4 separate regions of the Mus musculus genome follow, and all the other regions are linked to region 1. The links are chromatin contacts, called in public Hi-C, HiChIP or PLAC-seq and promoter capture Hi-C maps. All regions are on one chromosome and are shown on one strand. Each heading gives the region's core, a stretch centred on a gene start, on an enhancer-like site or on the middle of the called end of the contact. The rest is flanking DNA. Distances are from core to core; before and after follow the strand shown. Region 1 holds the start of Tfpi (tissue factor pathway inhibitor). Region 2 has its middle 14 kb from the start of Itgav. Region 3 holds the start of Fam171b (family with sequence similarity 171, member B). Region 4 holds the start of Tnks1bp1 (tankyrase 1 binding protein 1).

Region 1 (4,260 bases), core at 454-2,953:
TCTCTCTTCCGTAGCTGCTTCTTAGGTGGAGAGGGTTGTCCTGGCAGGCTAGGAAAGCTGGAATTCCAGAGTTGCAGGCTGGGATGGGGTGGGTGTGGATGTGGAGGTGGGGGTGGGGGTATGAGTGGGGGTGGGGGACAGGGTCTGGTTTGCTGAGTGAACCTAAAGAGAGAGACAAAGAACAATTACATTGGCTTACCAGTGGCAAGGGATCTTCTGAGCAATGACAGATGGAAGCCCTGAAGTTTGCATGAACTGTTTTAAGCATATAAAAAGAGGTTAAAGGTTTAGATAGAATGACCACTGTCTGTGTTCTGCAAGGAAGTACTCATTGTAGCAAAGCAGTTAACAAAAATCTGTAAACAGTTGGAATAGACCTTTGAGCCTTAGCAAAACAAAGCTTGAAAAGTTATTAGCATAATAGGAGCATGAACATTTATTTATCTGTAATAAGACAGAGATTTCTTGTCAGGGAAGAGAACAAAAGAACAGAGGTGTTTTTTTCACAATGATAAGTGCCTTTATTTAGAAAACAACTAAAGAAAATTAACAATTTTGGGCCTGTGACTATGATGTTTTTAAAAAGTTTAGTAGCCAGTGTTTTACCAGGGCTAGATTCATCAGAACTCCACTGAGTGAACCCTGAAGTCTTCACATCGTATACCATCTTGAAAGTCTCATTTTTCACGCACCTTAAATCATTTTCACATACTTTGAATCCCTTCCTCAGACCTTGGCAAGTTGCATAAACTTTAAACTTTTTTTTTTTTTTTAAAATCTGGAAAACTCTAATACTTTGAGGCATAGGTGTTTGATTAGTGAACAAAGTCACAAAAAAGTAAGCTCTTTTGAATAAAGGAACAGCAGAGAGCAAGTTTTGAGTAACAACACGATGGCTTGAGTTTGCTCTCACACTGAAATCTGTTTTTGTGAGTTTATCTTTCTCAGCAGGAAGCCTGTCAGCGAGGCAAACGTGTCTGTGAGCTTGCCTGTCTCAGCTGGAGACCTGAGCTCTGGAAAAGGCAAGGCCTTAGGAAACGGTCTGACTAAGCAGCTGTGTCCCTGAGAAGGCAAGGCCTTAGGAAACGGTCTGACTAAGCAGCTGTGTCCCTGAGGTGAGAGGCTAAGATTTATCAGATTGCTGCTCCCAATCTGATAAAACACGCAGTCAACATCACCCCAGAGGTCTGAGGGTAAATTTGAGCAGGAAGTATAGACCAAATGGCCTCTGGGCCAATTAAGAATGACAGATTTAACTGCCACCTGAACAGTCAGTATGGTGATCTGTTGTGAGCAGAGGTGAACCGAGTTTTGCAGCCACACACACAGGGCAGCGTTAAGTCTTCAGTTAACCACAGTGGGCAGCAATCAGCCCTCAGCCACCAGACCCAGACGGTCTAAGAGATTTTCCCGTGGAACTTGGGAAAACTACCTTAGAGAGGCAGAGTAGGGCAGAATAGGATCCCACAGTGTCCACAGTTTGGGCAGGACCCAGGCCTCGGGTGAGCCTGGGGCAGTGCTTTGCTCCAGGTGAAGTCTGTGGCCGCCCATCTTCTTTCCTGTTACCAGAAGCTGGGTATTGTTGTCTATTAGGGTAAAAGTTTGACAGACTTCCTGGTAGGCACCAGATAGGGAGAGGGCCGTGGCTAGATAATGGCTAGCTTCCTCACCTATTGACTTTGACACAAAAGCTTCCAGGGGAGAATCCTTACTGAGGGACTGGCTCAACAAGGTCAAGACCTGATGAGGACATGTCACACATAGTTTCACAGTTTCATAGTTTCGGACCAATCAACGGCAAACTGACCAACCCTGAAGTGGGGGAGGAAGACTCTTCGAATGCTTTAAAACCTCAGGACTCGAGAGAAGAGACTGGGGTTTTCGGCTTCCCGAGCAACCTTTACAGAGAATCTTTTTCTCCGTGTGTCTGACGCGTGAGTGTGTTCCCCACCCTAAGTAGATGCTTGCCTTTAACTCCTACTTCTCTCTATTGCTCTTCTGAAATTTCCTGCCTTTAATTTCTTTAACTGCCAGAGAAACGGAACCCAATTAAGACCCTCTAAACTATTATTTTTAGACTGTATCACTTTCGGGACCTGTCTCCGGATTTCTTCTGAAGACGGTATAATTTTGGGACCTCATCTCCAGATCTCATTTAAGGACTACTGACTCATCAAGGTAAGAAACCCAAGGGAGATGGTGGTGGTGGTGCGGTGGAGGTGTGCTGGCCAGTCCAGTTGGCCCAACTACAAGGTGTCCAGGTGCATTGCTCAGTGTCAGTCACGATGTCACCGTCGCTTCTGGGCAGAGGTGCTCATTCGGGAGATGGCACAGAAGCAGGAAGCAGACTTCTGCGTTGGCACTCTTGGTGCCCTGCGGGGGCATTCTGACAAATGCCCTTTTATGGTGCCTGCCCACCCTCACTAGTTGTTATCCCTTGCTCTCATCACAACCTCAAACTGAGAAGAAAGGCCAGATGCAGGGGCACTCCTGTAATCCTAGCCCTCTGAGGCAGAGTGAGGTGGGTCTGTAAGTTTCAGTCAGCCTGGTCTACAGTGAGACTAGCCACCGATAAGAAATGAAGTTGTGGTCCAGATATGCCCTCCCACCCCCGGATTGGTTTCTAAGTCTTCTAAGTCTTGGTTTAACTATAAAATATGCCAGAATATTTCAGATACTTATGAATGTCCTCTTCTCTAGCAGTACACATTGAATAACCACACTGTCGATAAAAGTTTTTTAATCGTTTTTAACATCTCAATTTGTCCATGCTATTTTGTCGCAACTTAAGAGTATTCTCTTTTTTTTTTTTCCCCATGAAGTGATTTCCATTTTTACTTTGTTTGTGTTTTGCTTTTGTTTTTTGAAACAGGGTTTCTCTCTGTATAGCCCTGGCTGTCCTGGAACTCGATCTGTAGACCCAGGCTGGCCTCGAACTCAGAGATCCGCCTGCCTCTGCCTCCCCAAGTGCTGGGATTAAAGGTGTGCGGCCACCACCGCCCGGTCCACTTTTACTTTTTATATTATGAATAAGTGGTTAGAGCCACATGATCTAAAGAGTTTAGCATCTTTATTCCAAGAGGAGCCTTATTTATTTTATAAAACCATTTCTGTCAACTACTTTGTACCTAAAAGAAAAAAAAATAATCCTTAAAATGGCCACAGTTTCAAATATGGACATATTATGACATCAGGGAATTTTATATTGAGCAATTCTCCAGAAAATTACACCCTCTGTAACTAAAGTCAAGACCAAGTCAAACTAAGGCCAAGATTCACTATTGGATTGGTCAGTCTCTCAGGAAGATGATGAACCAGAGCCAGGAGCCATGTGTTTGTGTGCTTTCATTTCTGGTTTGTTTTAAAACTGCTTCATGTTCTAATATTCATTCTTCGGGTCCAAAATGGTTTATTTCATTGCTCCCCATACTTAATTTTTGAGCAGGGGAGTCTTTAAAAATATGATCAGCTGGGCAGTGGTGGCACACGCCTTTAATCCCAGCACTTGGGAGGCAGAGGCAGGCTGATTTCTGAGTTCGAGTCAGACCTGGTCTACAGAGTGAGTTCCAGGACAGCCAGCCAGAGGTATACAGAGAAATCCTGTCTTGGAAAACCAAAAAAGAAAAAAAAAAATCAACTGGGTGTGGCCAGATCTCTGAGTTCAAGGCCAGTCTGGTTTATGGAGTTCTAGGGCAGCCAGGCTACACAGGGAATCCTTACCTTGGAAAATTGAAAAAGTAAAACAGGTCAACTTAGTCTCCCCTTCCTCCTCTGCCTAAGTTCAGTGGGTTAATTTAGACTGCAGTATTTGTGTAACAAGTGCCTTTACTGGTTGCCGCATCTCACTGGCTTGCAACACAGTTAAAGAAAAGAAGACTTGGCTAGGCCTTGTGCACTATATAGTATCAATTATCAATTGTCTCATCACCTTCAACGGCCTCTAACTAAAAATGTTTTTACAAATTGATTAATAGCTTGTTTATGAAAGCACAAACAACAATTGCCTAGTTATATTTTGTTCCTAAAAGAAAAATAACCATGCTAGTTAGAAGCTTAAATTAATGGGGCCAGTTATTAGCCCCTCTTACTTGGACTCAAAACACAGAGGCAGGATATTTCAAGATTGGCTACCTCAGCATGAATTCAGGCTCTTTCCAGAACATTCTCATCATTTACAGTAAATCAATGTACTTAGAGCTGTCTTTCTTAACATCATGTGGCAGCTGTTTGAGTCACAGGTATGACATCATAGGATAAGTT
Region 2 (4,260 bases), core at 610-3,109, 760 kb after region 1:
CTCCTGCTTCCTGACCTGCTTGAGTTCCAGTCCTGACTTCCTTGGTGATGAACAGCAGTATGGAAGTATAAGCTGAATAAACCCTTTCCTCCCCAACTTGCTTCTAGGTCATGATGCTTTGTCCAGGAATAGAAACCCTGACTAAGACACTACCCTTCAGCTTCCTCGCCCCCAGAGGCTTTTTCCTATATAATGCAGACTTTACAAAATATTTACTCTCTGCTTCTAGAAACTATAGTCACTTATATAAAGCTAGTACACTCAATAATCACTCAGAATAAAGGTGAATACATAAATGGATGCAAATAGATAAACTTAATTGCTCAGAGAACAGGCACTCAAAGGTGGTCTTATTGTCTTAGTGTGTCCTAAGAGATGATCTATAGATCTTTGAAGGGAAATTGAGTGTAGAATCACAGGCTAAATAGCAGTCTAGAATAAACTGTTTAATGTAATCTTTTATCTCTTTTAGGTGTTGGTCTGGTGTTTGCTACTGATGTGATTATTGATATATCAGCTTATCAGTTCTACCAAGCCTTTTTAAAAAAGTATATAAATATTATTGAAAGAGGTTGCATATCCCTAAATAAGTAGCCGAAGCAGCAAAGTAAACTTGGAAATGAGTATGGAATAAAGTCACGGAAGTTGTTTTCCTGCTGTGATGGTTGATTTAAGTGTCAGCTTGTCACATGTTACAGTCACCTGAGAGCAAGGAATCTCAATTGAGGAATTGCCTCCAGCAGACTGACCAGCAGGCACCGCTCGGGGGGGGGGGGGGGGGGGGTTCTTCTTTAATGACCAAAATGAAGGATTTAAGTCCACCATGGGGGGGGGGTGCAGTTCCGGGGGGGGAGGGTTCTTCTTTAATGACCAAAATGAAGGATTTAAGTCCACCATGGGGGGGGGGGTGCAGTTCCTTGGAAGGTAGTCCTGGGTTTTCTAAGAAATGACTGAGCATGTCAGAAGAAAGCAAGCCAGTAAGCTGCCTTTCTCACTGGTCTCTGCTTCATTTCCTGCTCCAGCTTTTCTGTCTTGAGTTCCCACATAACCAACCTGTGAACTAAAAGCACTTCCTCCTCAAATTGCTTTTGGTCATGGTTTAACCCAGTAACAGAAATGCAACTCAGATACCTAAAGCCCGCCATTCTTTGCTGAAGATTAGTAAATGTGGGTAGAGATAGCACCATCAATGAGTACGGATCTGTGTTTAACTTTATTTTTTTTCAAGACAGGGCTTCTCTGTGTAGCTCTGGCTGTCCTGGAACTCACTCTGTAGACCAGGCTGGCCTCGAACTCAGAAACCCGCCTGCCTCTGCCTCCCAAATGCTGGGATTAAAGGCGTGTGCCACCACACCCGGCTGTGTTTAACTTTTTTAAGTAATCAGAAAGACTGGCAGAAAATCCCATTCTTCAGTGATTCATTGTTATTTAATGTAAAGCTTTCGAGTCAAGTTACAAAAAAGAAAGAAAGAGACCTCTTTAGCTACTGGTTCCTTCTGAACAAAACTACAGTTAATGCGTTTCCCACTGCTAATACTTAAATGTAGGATCCTTTATGGCCTGGTCGTTATCGGCAAACATCTATGCAGTAGACTTTACAGTATAGAGCATGGCAAAAGCCACACTCAATTCAGATAGACAGGAGCTTAGCTACTCTCATTATTCAACCTCTCATTTGACCTCTTGGTTTCAGTCACATCCGGTTTTTTATTATGTATACCAAGGGGACCTGGTCAAATTCCTCCCCGCTGAGTCCTAGCTTCACTTAAGAAATACGGCTGGTATTAGGCTTGTTTGTATTGCTATGAAGTTGTAAGGTTCAATGCATTTCGGAACAGTGACAGGTTTACAGTCATAGTTACTGTTTTACTACGACATTGTACACTGCCCTGCTGTTCGCCGTGTGGGCTATTTTAAGAACATGCTTATGAGCCTTTCATGGAAGGAAGAGCAGATTACCAGTGCTTAGAGGTAGAGGGCACGGGCACACTCACAGTTTCAGCTGGCTGACTTTGTAGGAAAAACAGATCTCAAACTGATTTTGCCCTCACATACCATGGGGCAAACATTTTCTGAAAGGGATACCAAGAGAAGGACACACAGTTAAGCGCTCTCAAAACGATTTGCCAGTCACCTCTTCTGAGTCACCTTTGACCCTGCACTTGCAGACTTCTTACGGTTGTTTCCAAGAAAGACTTGGTAACTGGTCCTGCGGCTGGTGGTTTATAGGTTATTTCTCTGCTGGTGAAATGAGCCAATTCAAGCAAAATTAAAGTATACAAAGGCAGGTTTATTGGGAAACAGCTCTCCGGAGAGTTCACTGGTCCCAAGGTCTGAGGCCAGGGAGGTTGCCTTGGGGAGGGGGACAGAGAGATGGGGGAGAATGTCTTGGTGTTAGTTACTATTACAACTTGGTTTTGTTTTGTTTTCCAAAAGCAAGGCTTTCATTTCCTTTACATCATTCAGAGAAACTAGCTTGGCTTAGAGGATACTGCAGTCCTACTGCGTTTTCACACTAGAGACAAAATACAATTAATTACTACTGGTCACTGCACTGGCCCAGCTGCCTTTCTTGTTGAGTGACTTGATCTGCAAAGTCCTTTTCCACAGTTGCTGAGAGGCATGAGTCCCTCGTGCCATTGGCTGGAGTACTCAGACAGTCCAATTTTAGGACTTTTTACATTTTCCAGGTTCTGGAAGCCAGACAAAAACAGTTAAATCAGGATATTCAGTGCACTGAAAGGGCATAGCTAAGGGAGGCTATTCAAACCCTAACATGGCCCCACTTTAAAATGTGTTCATGAAAGCTCTGGAACATTAGGAGGGAAGACACAATCTGTGCTGTAAGCAGGTTTCCTGGATTACATGGAACCACAGGGCATCAACCACGGGACGCCCACATCTTATTCCTCCAGGCGTCCACTAACATTTAGAGTATTTTATCTGTGAGCTCTAATGGGACATAGTGTGGAGAGCAGGACTTGAGAGGATAACTACCCTGAGGTTCTATGAGGGAAAACCTAGTAGGTGTGGAACAACACAAGACAGTAAGACAGGTAAAACAACATACTTGTCATAACTCTCTTTATAGATCTGGAAAACTAGATACACACTACCTATACACACTTACTGTTTAATGTTTGCATGCACTATCTATACATAATGTTTACTGTGACAAGCCTCTTAAGAAAAGTCTATGCTAGGAGCTAGAGAGCTGGCTCAGTGGTTAAGAGGTCTCTTGCAGAGGACCTGGTTCTCAGCACCCACATCCTGGCTCAGGACCTCCAGTTCCAGGGGTCCAACAAACTCTTCTGGCTTCTGCGGGTCTCAGTCACACACATAGTGAACAAATGTACATTCAAGTAAAGCACTCATAAACATAAAATAAAAATAGTTTACAACCCAAACTCTGCAATCTAGGTGTGGCTGAAGGTAACAGTGCTTCTGGGACTCAGTCATTGCCAACTGGTCAATGCGACTGATCAAACTCTTTCTGCGGCTCTGTTCTTGTTCAAGTTAGAATTAAAAAAAAAATCTATAAATTGACTGTTAGGGATGGAAGAACGGTTAAGGAGAAGAGCGCTAACTAGAGGAGGCATCAAGTGTTTTAAGATCTTACATACTGGGCGTGGAGGTGGAATGTCTCCACTGTTAAGAGCACTTACAGAGGACCCAGGCTTGGCTCTCAGTGCCCCAGGAGCTCACAATTGTCCACAACTCCAGTTCCGAAGGTCCTACACCCTCTTTAGGCCCCTCACATACACAGACATGCATGCTGACGTGCACCCAGCCAAAACTCTCACACACTTTTTAAAAAAGATTTATTCATTTATTTTATGTGTATGAGTACACTGTAGCTGTACAGATGGTTGTAAGCCATTATGTGGTAGCTGGAAATTGAATTCAGGATCTCTGCTCACTCTGGTCAGCCCCCCCCCCCCATACACTTAAATAAGCGAATGTTTAAAATATTAAACACCCCTCAAATCTATCTTCTTAAACATCGCCAGCACAACTCACGAGCTCCTCTGCATCCCGTAACTCCAACCAGTCTCCCAACTAATCCGAATGTTCTTCCACAGCAGATGGCACATAGATCAGAAGCATAAATGAGAAATACATTACCGTGCCGCTCACTGTGACCATCATGAACAAACAGATCGGGATGGTGAGATGGCTCAGCGTGTAAGAGCACTGACTGCTCTTCCAAAGGTCATGAGTTCAAATCCCAGTAACCACATGGTGGCTCACAACCACCCA
Region 3 (4,260 bases), core at 627-3,126, 660 kb after region 1:
ACACTGATCATGCAAGAAATCACTCTTGCTATGAAAACACAATCTCCAGCTTTAACATAAGCCTCATGCACTCCACGGCACTAACACTTCCGGGTACTAAAAACCCAGTAAGAACCAAAGAACTGCATACCTTTCCATTGTAACCACCTTTGAGTGCTATTAATCGGTTTAAGGGGGTAGGGGGGGTGTCAGAAATGCATGCCTTCCCCTGTGCACTTTGGTGATTTCATCCCATGCTCAAAGCACTCCAAGAAATTAAATCATCCCGGCTGTGTCATGAATCACAGCTGGCATGCCTCCGAACTGCTCTCCGATGATGAGCAAGCAAGATAATCTAAGACGCTGATTCCACTCTACAGAATTTCATTTTTAGCATCTTCTATAATGCTGCTAGGCAGATTTTAAAACAAAAATATCAGTGTTATAACACTCACTCATCTAGGGTTTGTGAAACCTCAGCCCACTACCCAGAAAATTGGTGGGGTTTTGTTGTTGTTGTTGTGTTTTGTTTTCATTTTTTAAAAAGCCCCCCCCTTTTTTCCCCCAAAGCCCAGACAGAATTTAAAATGTAAAAGGTAACTAAGTGGATTGTGGGCTGGGTAAAAGCTATTTAAACGGATAACCCAGCTCTTTGCTCTTCGGAGAGCTTTACCTGAGGGAGAGGGAAACAGAAAATAGAGGACTGTGATGGTCATATAAATTACACCCGTATCTCATCACCCTTTACCGAATGAGTCAAGAGATGGCTCATTTAAGTTCCACTACAAGGAGATTCCCCTCAGGGGGAGGGGCTGGTTATGCTACCCAAACACCACTCCAAGCTACCTGTCTCCCTCCCACATCCCTTCCTTCAACTACAAACTCCTGTTTCATTTTTTTTTCTTTCATCTTATTGTAGCAAATGCATTTTTTCCCTGTTTTTGCAAGCCGCCTTGGATCTTTCCTGGGGTAAGAAGAGAAATATAAAGAAATAGAGATCCCGCCCCCCCCCCCACTTCCCCGGTTCTAAATTTAAATACAGCAGGCAGGGAGAAACAGTGCAAACGCTGTGTGGGTGTACATGGCAAGACGGTTTGCTCAGTATCTAGGAGAGGATAGAGAAGAGAATGCTAAAGGGATTTGAGAGCGTGTGTGTGTGTGTGTGTGTGTGTGTATGTGTGTGTGTGTGTGTGTGTGTGTGTGTGTGTGTGTGTGTGTGTGTAGAAAGAAGAGGGAAAATAAGATTAGTGGAATAGTGGAAACAGGCACCCATCTTGACCATCCTTACCGTCCACCCCCACCCCACCCCCAGCCCCCGACCCTTCTGAAGCCCACTGCAGTGCTCTGCGGGAAAGATTTCCCACCCGAGCAAAGAGCTAAAGGCCGAACGGGCAACCTGGGAAGACGCGAAGGAATTGAGACCAGCAAAGATAGGCTAAGCGGAGACGAGAAAGGAGCTAAGAATCCCGGGAAGCCTGATGCGATCGCTGGCACAGAAGAAGTAAAGCAGGGCTGGGCTACCGAGACGTACCTGGAGCCACCAAAGTAGAGGATGCCCCAGGCACCTCCGGCCTCCCCTCCTCTGCCTCCTCCCGCTGCTTTTGCTCTTGCAGCTGCTGCTGCTGCTGCTGCTGGATGAGGCTGAGGTCGGAGCGACTGAGTTCGGCTCTAGCGGCCGCGGGGACCAGCCGCGCCTTCAGCAGCACAGCGGCCAGGCCGAGGAGCAGGGCGCAGGGGACGCGACGGCAGAGCCTCGCCATGGCGAAGAGCCAGGGAGCCACGGAGGCATATTGCGGGGCTGCGGGAGGCGGCGGGCGCCAGGGCTGCGGAACCCGGCCGCGCCCGCTCGCTCGCTCCCCCTCGCGCCGTCTGCGGTGCACAGCCTCGGCAGGAGGAGGAGGAGCGGGCCGGCAAGAGGATGGCGAGCCCGCTTTCGCATCCTCGCGCACGTGACCGCCGGGAGGGGCGAGCGGGGGCCTGGGCCCTGTGGCTACCCAGCAAGTGCTCTGCAAGGTGATGCTGGTGCCCAGGCGTTTAGCTAGGCGGAGATTAACAGGAAAGAGTTTCTGGCCCTTAATCTTTACCGAGGCAGCAGGAAAATGTAGAGTGGAATAAAATTCCTTCCACTAGACACCGAGGTAGAAAAAGGTGGCACATTAATTTCCTTCTAAAGCAATCAGACAACTGTGGTTCAAAAGCCAGGTTCCTTTAACGGAATAGTCTCTGCTGTCCCTTGGCCCACTTACAAGATAAACTGATATTCTCCAGGCTTTTTTTTTTTTTTTTTCTGCTTAAATGAGAATTTCTTTCTTCATCATAAATTATTCCTAATTACACCTTTTCTATTTGTAACCTATACTTTCCATGTGTTTGGAGGGTTTTTTAATTTGTTTTGTTTTTTAATGTCTTGCTAGATATGGTGGCTCACACCTTTAATTTTTAGCACTCAGGAGGTAGAGGCAGGCAAGTATTAGTAATTTGAGACCAACTTTGTTCTACATAGGGAGTTCTAGGACAGCCAGGGACTATAGAGAAAGACCCTGTCTCAAGACAAACAAACAATCAAACAAACAAATAAAAGTCTTATTTAACAAATAATAAACTAGGAGTTCTCTGTGCGTTTTAATCAGGAGCTTAGAATAAGTAAAATAGAATCCCTTCGTTCCAAATACTTACTGCCTGTTAGGGCAAGGCAATAAATATATAAGCAAAATATAGTCCACAGTGGTGGTTGCAACTGAAGAAGCAGTACAGGCATTTAGAGCTTACACAGAGTTGAAAGAAATTAAGTAAAGTCTGTGAAAGACACCGGGGAAGGTAGTCTGCACAAAATAAAAATTCACACAGAAATAGTAGATACCAAGTCGTCGAAAAACTGGAAGTGCGTTTGTGTGTGTGTGTGTGTGTGTGTGTGTGTGTGTGTGAGAGAGAGAGAGAGAGAGAGAGAGAGAGAGAGAGAGAGAGAGGCATAAAAGCATAATGTATTGGGAAAGTTTAAGCTGGGAAAGCAGTTACCAGAGGACTTATCCTTTTCTACAGTGAGTGCAGACTATTAAACTGTTTAAAAATAACTAGCAGACACTTGTGCTTACTGTGTGAGGCACTGTTCTGGCATCTCACAGATGGCAAATGCAGCAACCTTGGATGCTATATAAGCAAGCAGAAATCTACACTAAAGACCATTCTGGAGGTTGATTGGGAGAGAGATACCTACCAACCATGCTTTTAATTTTCTTTTTTGAGGGTCACTTTGCTATCAGCATGAAAGACAGATTGGAGAAGGGAAGGCAGGGAAGAGAGATGGACACATTTGAGACATTTGTGATAAAACAAAATCAAATAACAAAAAATGAGAAGTGACAAAATGCATGATCCTAAAAACAAGAGGAAAGACAGGGGAAATTGGTATTTAAGGTTGGAGTCAGCAGAGATAGATGGTTGATGGAAGTTGATGGTGACGAGGTAGGCTATGTCTGACTGGAGGTCTCAGTTGCCTGATTGAGATCTTAGGTGGCTTATGACATTATCAAGATCAGCTGTCGGAACTGATTAAAGGATAAAGCTACACTGAAGGGCCTCGGCTTTAACAAACTGGAGTGTTTTGTATTTGGAGTGCACGAGGGAAGTTCTACACATAATCTGTCTCATCTGGCTGCACGGCACTCTTCACCTTTTTAAAGCTGGCAGAACATTTGAGCTGCCTTTCTTCTCCCTGCCCTTCTCATTCTTAAGGTTGTCCCTCCCAGTGTTCCCATCTTTGTGGAGACAACAGGCTGGTTGCTCAGTGGTGGAGAAAGACTGTGGTCAAGAATATAAAAATGTTCCTATAAAATAAAATAACAGGGATTTACAAACATTCTCTCCCTGTGTTCTCAGAGCTGCTCTTGACAGTAGCTCTGAAGGTAGTGGTAGCACAGGCCTTTAATCCCAGCAGGAGGCAGTGGCAAGGGGATCTCTGTGAGTTCCAGGGCAGCCTGGTCTACAGAGTGAGCTACAGGAGTGCCAGGGCTACACAGAGAAACCCTGTCTGGAAACAAACAAACAAACCAGTATCTGCAGTGTATCTTACACAGTGACTTTACCCTAAAGTAAGTGCATATTCCTTTACCAGACTTTTACTGTAGGGCCAAGACTTCTAGTTTCTAACTACAAAAGCCAAATTATAATGCACCCCATGTTTTATAGCTTGTTACCACTGAGTCGTTTCTCCAGCTCCTGTTAACTGATGCTGACTATGTGACTCGGACATAGGTCCTTTTCAATAAGCAGTCTCTGATTTGC
Region 4 (4,260 bases), core at 896-3,395, 580 kb before region 1:
AGCCCCTTTAAGACTTCAAGGAACTATACAAACTCTTCTCAGCCCTTACCTCTCCTCAGGAGTCTTGCTATGCTCTTCCTGGCACTCTGCAGGAATCTCTGCTGTCCCCTCCTGGGACCGTCCTTTGGCAGGGGACTTACTATCCTCCTCTCTGGGGCAGGGGGCACCATAGGTCCTGGGGCCATATCGAGAGCTGCCATCGTGGTTAAAAGTGAGGCGGGAGCCCCAGAGGCGGTCAGGGCTGGCCAGGATCTCTTTCCGTGGCTGCTCCATCTTGGCCAAAATTTCTTCTACTGTACAGGCTGCAAACCGCTCAGAGGAGGGACGGAAAGGGGCAGGGGCCTTCCTCACACCTCCCAGGGCAGCGCACCGAGCTGGGGGTGTGAGAGGGGGCAAGTCTTCTTTCCCAGCATCCTCCTTCCCAGACTCTTGGGTAACGTCTCCTCCAGCGGTTGCTTCAGCTGAAGGCCTTGGTGCAAACGGGAGGGGACGCTTGCTGACCCCATAGGGCTGAGGTCCTGCCAGCATGTTCATCTTCCGGGCAGAAGGCAGCTCAGCCAGGGGACCCCGAGGAGGGCGAGGCCCAACAGGCACCAGGAGGCTGGGTTTGGCAGGCAGAGCTGGCTTGCTGGGCAAGCCCCGGGGTTTGGGCTTGACAGGGGGCTTGGCTCGTGGGTCACCTTCGGAAGGAAGGATTCATTAGGAACTGTCAGAAGAACCATGAGACATAAATTCTTGTGACTCCTGCTGCACCGAATCTTCCACACTCCAACCTTGGAACCCATCGTTCTAGGTGCAAGTCAGTACCGCCTGTTCCAGGAAGGCTTCCTTGGTTTTTCACATCCCATTATATAGCCTACCTTCTCCAAACTCCTACAACGTGGGCTTTGACCCCTTATCCCTCTAGCATCCTATTTTGCTCCTAACACAGGTTCCTATCGAATGAATGAATGGAGCAGATAAGCATACCCACTTGCCTGGCCTCACCATACTGTCAGCCTGGGAACCCGATGGAGCCCTATTTCTTTACACCACATTTCCATAGTGAAGTTTTGACCCTAGCTGAGCTCCCCTTGTACACCCTGCTGCACCTCTTCCTCTTGCCACCTCAGTCATCCAGTTCATTATCAGGAATGCAAGCTTTCTATTGACCTATGTCAAACAGAAGTAAATCTGCCACAGGAAGGAAGAAGGAAAAAAAAAAAAAAAAAACAAGGGCAGAAATCCACCTTCTATATAAGGCATTGTAATGCCAAATAAAAGACCTTGGGAATTACTCACGGCCACAACCTTCTATAATAGAATCTTGTATCACCCACTCATTCAGCTAAGCATTTAAAAAGTCTAGACAGGGAGAAAGAAGGGCACTCCATTCTCCTTCTGTGCCTCAGTGTCTCCTCCTCCAAGGCTCCCTGGAGTTGTCTCAAAGGCTCTGCTTCCATACCGGCTGGGGCTCTACCTCACTCCCACCAGATGCCAAGGCCCGTGAGCACTCATTTCAGACTCACTGCCTCTCACCTCCACTGTCACTCCAGCTACCTGCCGGGACGGAAGAGGGGTGCAGCCTCCACCCCACCCCCGGCCCTCCTCCCAGCCAACGGCCCCACCCTGCACCCAGCACCCATTGGTACCTGGCTCGGAGCCAACAGGCGCCAGCTCCTCCTCCATATCCTGGGGCAGTGGGGAAGCCATGGCTGTGCCTTCCCTGAGAGTGGATCCTTTCATCACATAGGGCACACCCTGCCTGAGAAATAGGAAGCAGTGTGAGCCGGCCGAAGTGACTGAAGACCCAGGGAAGGGAGAGGTGGAGAAGGGAAAGCTGAGAAAGGCAACAGGCTTAGCCAAGGAAGTCTATTTCTAACCCAGGCAGTGTGGGACAGGAAGAGCGAACTCCAGGGGGAGGCCGGGAAGGTTCCCACAGCCACATCCTCAACTCTTGACACGACTCTCCAACCCTTGGCTCTGAACCTCAGTGATCCAGCACAGGAGGGAGCCACCTCCACCCACACCACCCCCAGGATCCGTCCTGTGATACCCTACTTACAGCTCCTGAGGCAACCCTCTCGGGTCAGGGAGCCCCACTAGAGGTGTCCACTCTGAGCGGAGCAAGAAGGCCAGAAACTCTCAAGTCTCTGGAATCACCTCATGGGACGGGAAAAACCCGCTCCTCCCCAACCTGGGGCTCCGCCCCACAGCCGGCCCCCCTCTTCCCATTCTCCTCCCTCCCTCCACGGCTGGGAGTGGCTCCCTACCCCCCCCCCATTCTCCTTTCACATCCCTGCCCCCCTCCAGCACTCAAGAGCTGTCTCATCCAAACACAGGGACATAAGAAATAAAAAGTAAGCATCTGGAATACATTTTTTTCCCTTTAATTTCTCAATCGTTTTGGCTTCAGCTTGGAATTTGATGAGGTAAAGCCAGGGCCTAGTCCTGTTACCATAGCAATGGCCTCCCACTGGATTTCCAGGGCCTAGCCAAGGGGAAGGAGGAGCCGGCCCAGGATGGGCAGGGAGGACAGACTGGGCTTGATTGCTTGTGGGGTGGGGGGTGTAACTGAGAGGAAAACTCCCTGGGGTTGCCCCTTCCAGGACAGTCAGGGAGGGACCTGCAAAAGCCTGTGACATAGGAATGGGTGTGCACCCTAAAGGAGTTTTGAGGGGTCAGAAGAAACTAAACCAGATGATAGCCACATGGTAGTAGCCTGTGCCAGGAGCCTCTGGAGCTGATATTGTAAGATCTAACAACTAAATGGGTCTGTCACTTCAGAGCTGTGCGACTAGTCTAAGGCATACTGCTTAAAAAAAAAAAAAAGTATTAAATGAGTTTCAAGTCAAACAATGCATGCAAAATACCAAGCCTGGAAGTGGTAAGTAACAGTTGGCCATTATTAATGTGACTCCATTCAGTGTCTCCCATGAGCTAACTAGCATCCTTGGTAACCACCTCTACCTACCTCTCCCCCTACCGTAGGCTGCGTCTCTAGACCATTCCTTCATGTCCCCCCCACCTCAAATTCTTCAGGCCTTCCACCCCCTCAGTTCCCACCCTGGCTGCTGAAGCACCCTCCCACTCTCAAGCCCCCCCTCCGGCTCTGGTGGTGACTAGTGAACACTGCTCCTCTGGTTCAAGAGCAAGGGAGACATGCCAAACACATGGAATGCACAGAGCCCTGGAGGGCAACCCAACCCTCTCCAACCTCAAGGCTCCCCTCCCACTCCAGCTGCTCTGAGAAGACAGTTCTCAATTCTAAGAGACCTGTGGTGCCCAGCCTTTGCAAAAGATGTCCCCATCCGCTTGACCCTGTCCCAGCTTATTTAAAGAGGGTACAGACAGTAACTCCGTCAATGTCAAAAGGCTGATCAGCCAACTACCAGGGGCTGTTTTCCTTGTATGTGGGTGAATAACGCTTGAAGGCGGAGAGATGACAGAAAAATTAAATTAAATTAAAAATATATACAAGATTGCTTGCTTGTCCTTGAACATTATTACAAGGGATATGGTGAAGGTGGTTAGAAATGGAGAAAAACTAGTCCAAAACAGAAAAACCCTCTCACCTGCGGTTGAGATAGGGGCTTGATGGACACCTCTGAGGTTAGAAAGAGCTGCAGAGATGAAAACAGGCTCCGAGTCCCCAACAGGGGAGGCGGTTACAGTACACAGGCCCCAGCCAGGAGCCCCAGGTAACCAAGGCCATGTCCATAAGCTGCAGAATCGCAGTACCTCAAGAACTCCCCACTCTTAGTGGTCTAGGGAAATCAGGCAGCCCTGGGAGTAGAGGCTGCCCCCAAAGAATGGAAAGGAGCTATGTAGCCCCAGCCCTGGACAGACACTCAGAAGGGCCTGAGGGCAAGCAGGGTCGTCCCTAAAGGTCTACCACTGGATGTTCAGCTAGTGCGATCAGGAGGGCTAAGTGTTGGAAGAGGGGGGCCAACAGGAAGATGGAACAGCCCAGGGCAAGGGGCTGTTTGGAGGGCCTCCGTGGGGAGCTTACGGACACCGAGCGGCTAGCCGAAGAGGAGGAGCAGACGAGGGTGGAGAAGGAGGGGGCGGCAGCAGCGGAAGACTGAGCGAGATGCCAAGCAGCCCTCGAAGGAACAGACGGAGGACTGACGACGAGGACTCGGTGGGGGCGGCCTAGCGTGGATGGGGGCGTGCCGTGGGAGCTAGGGAAGGGGGCCGGTGAGGGCAAGGAGGGGGTCCCTCGAGCAGCTCCGCCCGCCCCCGGCCCCGCCCCACCCTCGCCTCTCCCCGCTTTCTTCT

What was found. Promoter capture Hi-C pulls out the DNA fragments that hold promoters and counts their contacts. A called contact is a pair of places that touch in the nucleus more often than the background predicts. HiChIP or PLAC-seq counts read pairs in DNA pulled down with a chosen protein or histone mark.
Region 2: a FOXA1 HiChIP or PLAC-seq map of pancreatic cancer cells shows a contact between it and region 1. The contact joins the enhancer-like site here to the promoter of Tfpi in region 1. A contact is called at or near these places in 2 of 39 promoter capture datasets (both in liver) and 2 of 115 datasets of contacts at active chromatin or transcription factors (embryonic stem cells and pancreatic cancer cells).
Region 3: a promoter capture Hi-C map of pre-B cells shows a contact between it and region 1, with 5 times the contacts expected there. The contact joins the promoter of Fam171b here to the promoter of Tfpi in region 1. A contact is called at or near these places in 12 of 39 promoter capture datasets (the C10 cell line, the SN4741 cell line, cranial neural crest and 7 more), 1 of 115 datasets of contacts at active chromatin or transcription factors (embryonic stem cells) and 1 of 9 other capture datasets (liver).
Region 4: a Hi-C map of embryonic stem cells shows a contact between it and region 1, with 6 times the contacts expected there. The contact joins the promoter of Tnks1bp1 here to the promoter of Tfpi in region 1. A contact is called at or near these places in 3 of 39 promoter capture datasets (cranial neural crest, neural stem cells and pre-B cells), 4 of 484 Hi-C or Micro-C datasets (CD8 T cells, Th1 cells, embryonic stem cells and 1 more), 3 of 115 datasets of contacts at active chromatin or transcription factors (embryonic stem cells and thymic regulatory T cells) and 2 of 9 other capture datasets (adipose tissue and liver).

What each region holds. Positions count from the first base shown.
Region 1 is chr2:84,471,617-84,475,876 of GRCm38.p6, reverse strand. It overlaps Tfpi (tissue factor pathway inhibitor), which reads left to right and starts at 1,703. Exons shown (of 9, transcript NM_011576.1): 1 at 1,703-1,934; 2 at 2,078-2,178.
Region 2 is chr2:83,707,845-83,712,104 of GRCm38.p6, reverse strand. No RefSeq gene overlaps it. Among named protein-coding and RNA genes, the nearest start is that of Itgav, 14 kb to the left of the region's middle. Within about 2 kb of position 1,859, at least 60 of the 459 cell types and tissues checked have an H3K27ac peak or open chromatin away from gene starts, as enhancers often do. A contact at or near this core is called in embryonic stem cells, liver and pancreatic cancer cells, where this site is marked.
Region 3 is chr2:83,810,228-83,814,487 of GRCm38.p6, reverse strand. Fam171b (family with sequence similarity 171, member B) reads right to left here and starts at 1,876. Exons shown (of 8, transcript NM_175514.3): 1 at 1,511-1,876. The coding sequence starts at 1,739.
Region 4 is chr2:85,048,345-85,052,604 of GRCm38.p6, reverse strand. Tnks1bp1 (tankyrase 1 binding protein 1) reads right to left here and starts at 2,145. Exons shown (of 12, transcript NM_001081260.2): 1 at 2,045-2,145; 2 at 1,632-1,744; 3 at 50-680. The coding sequence starts at 1,725.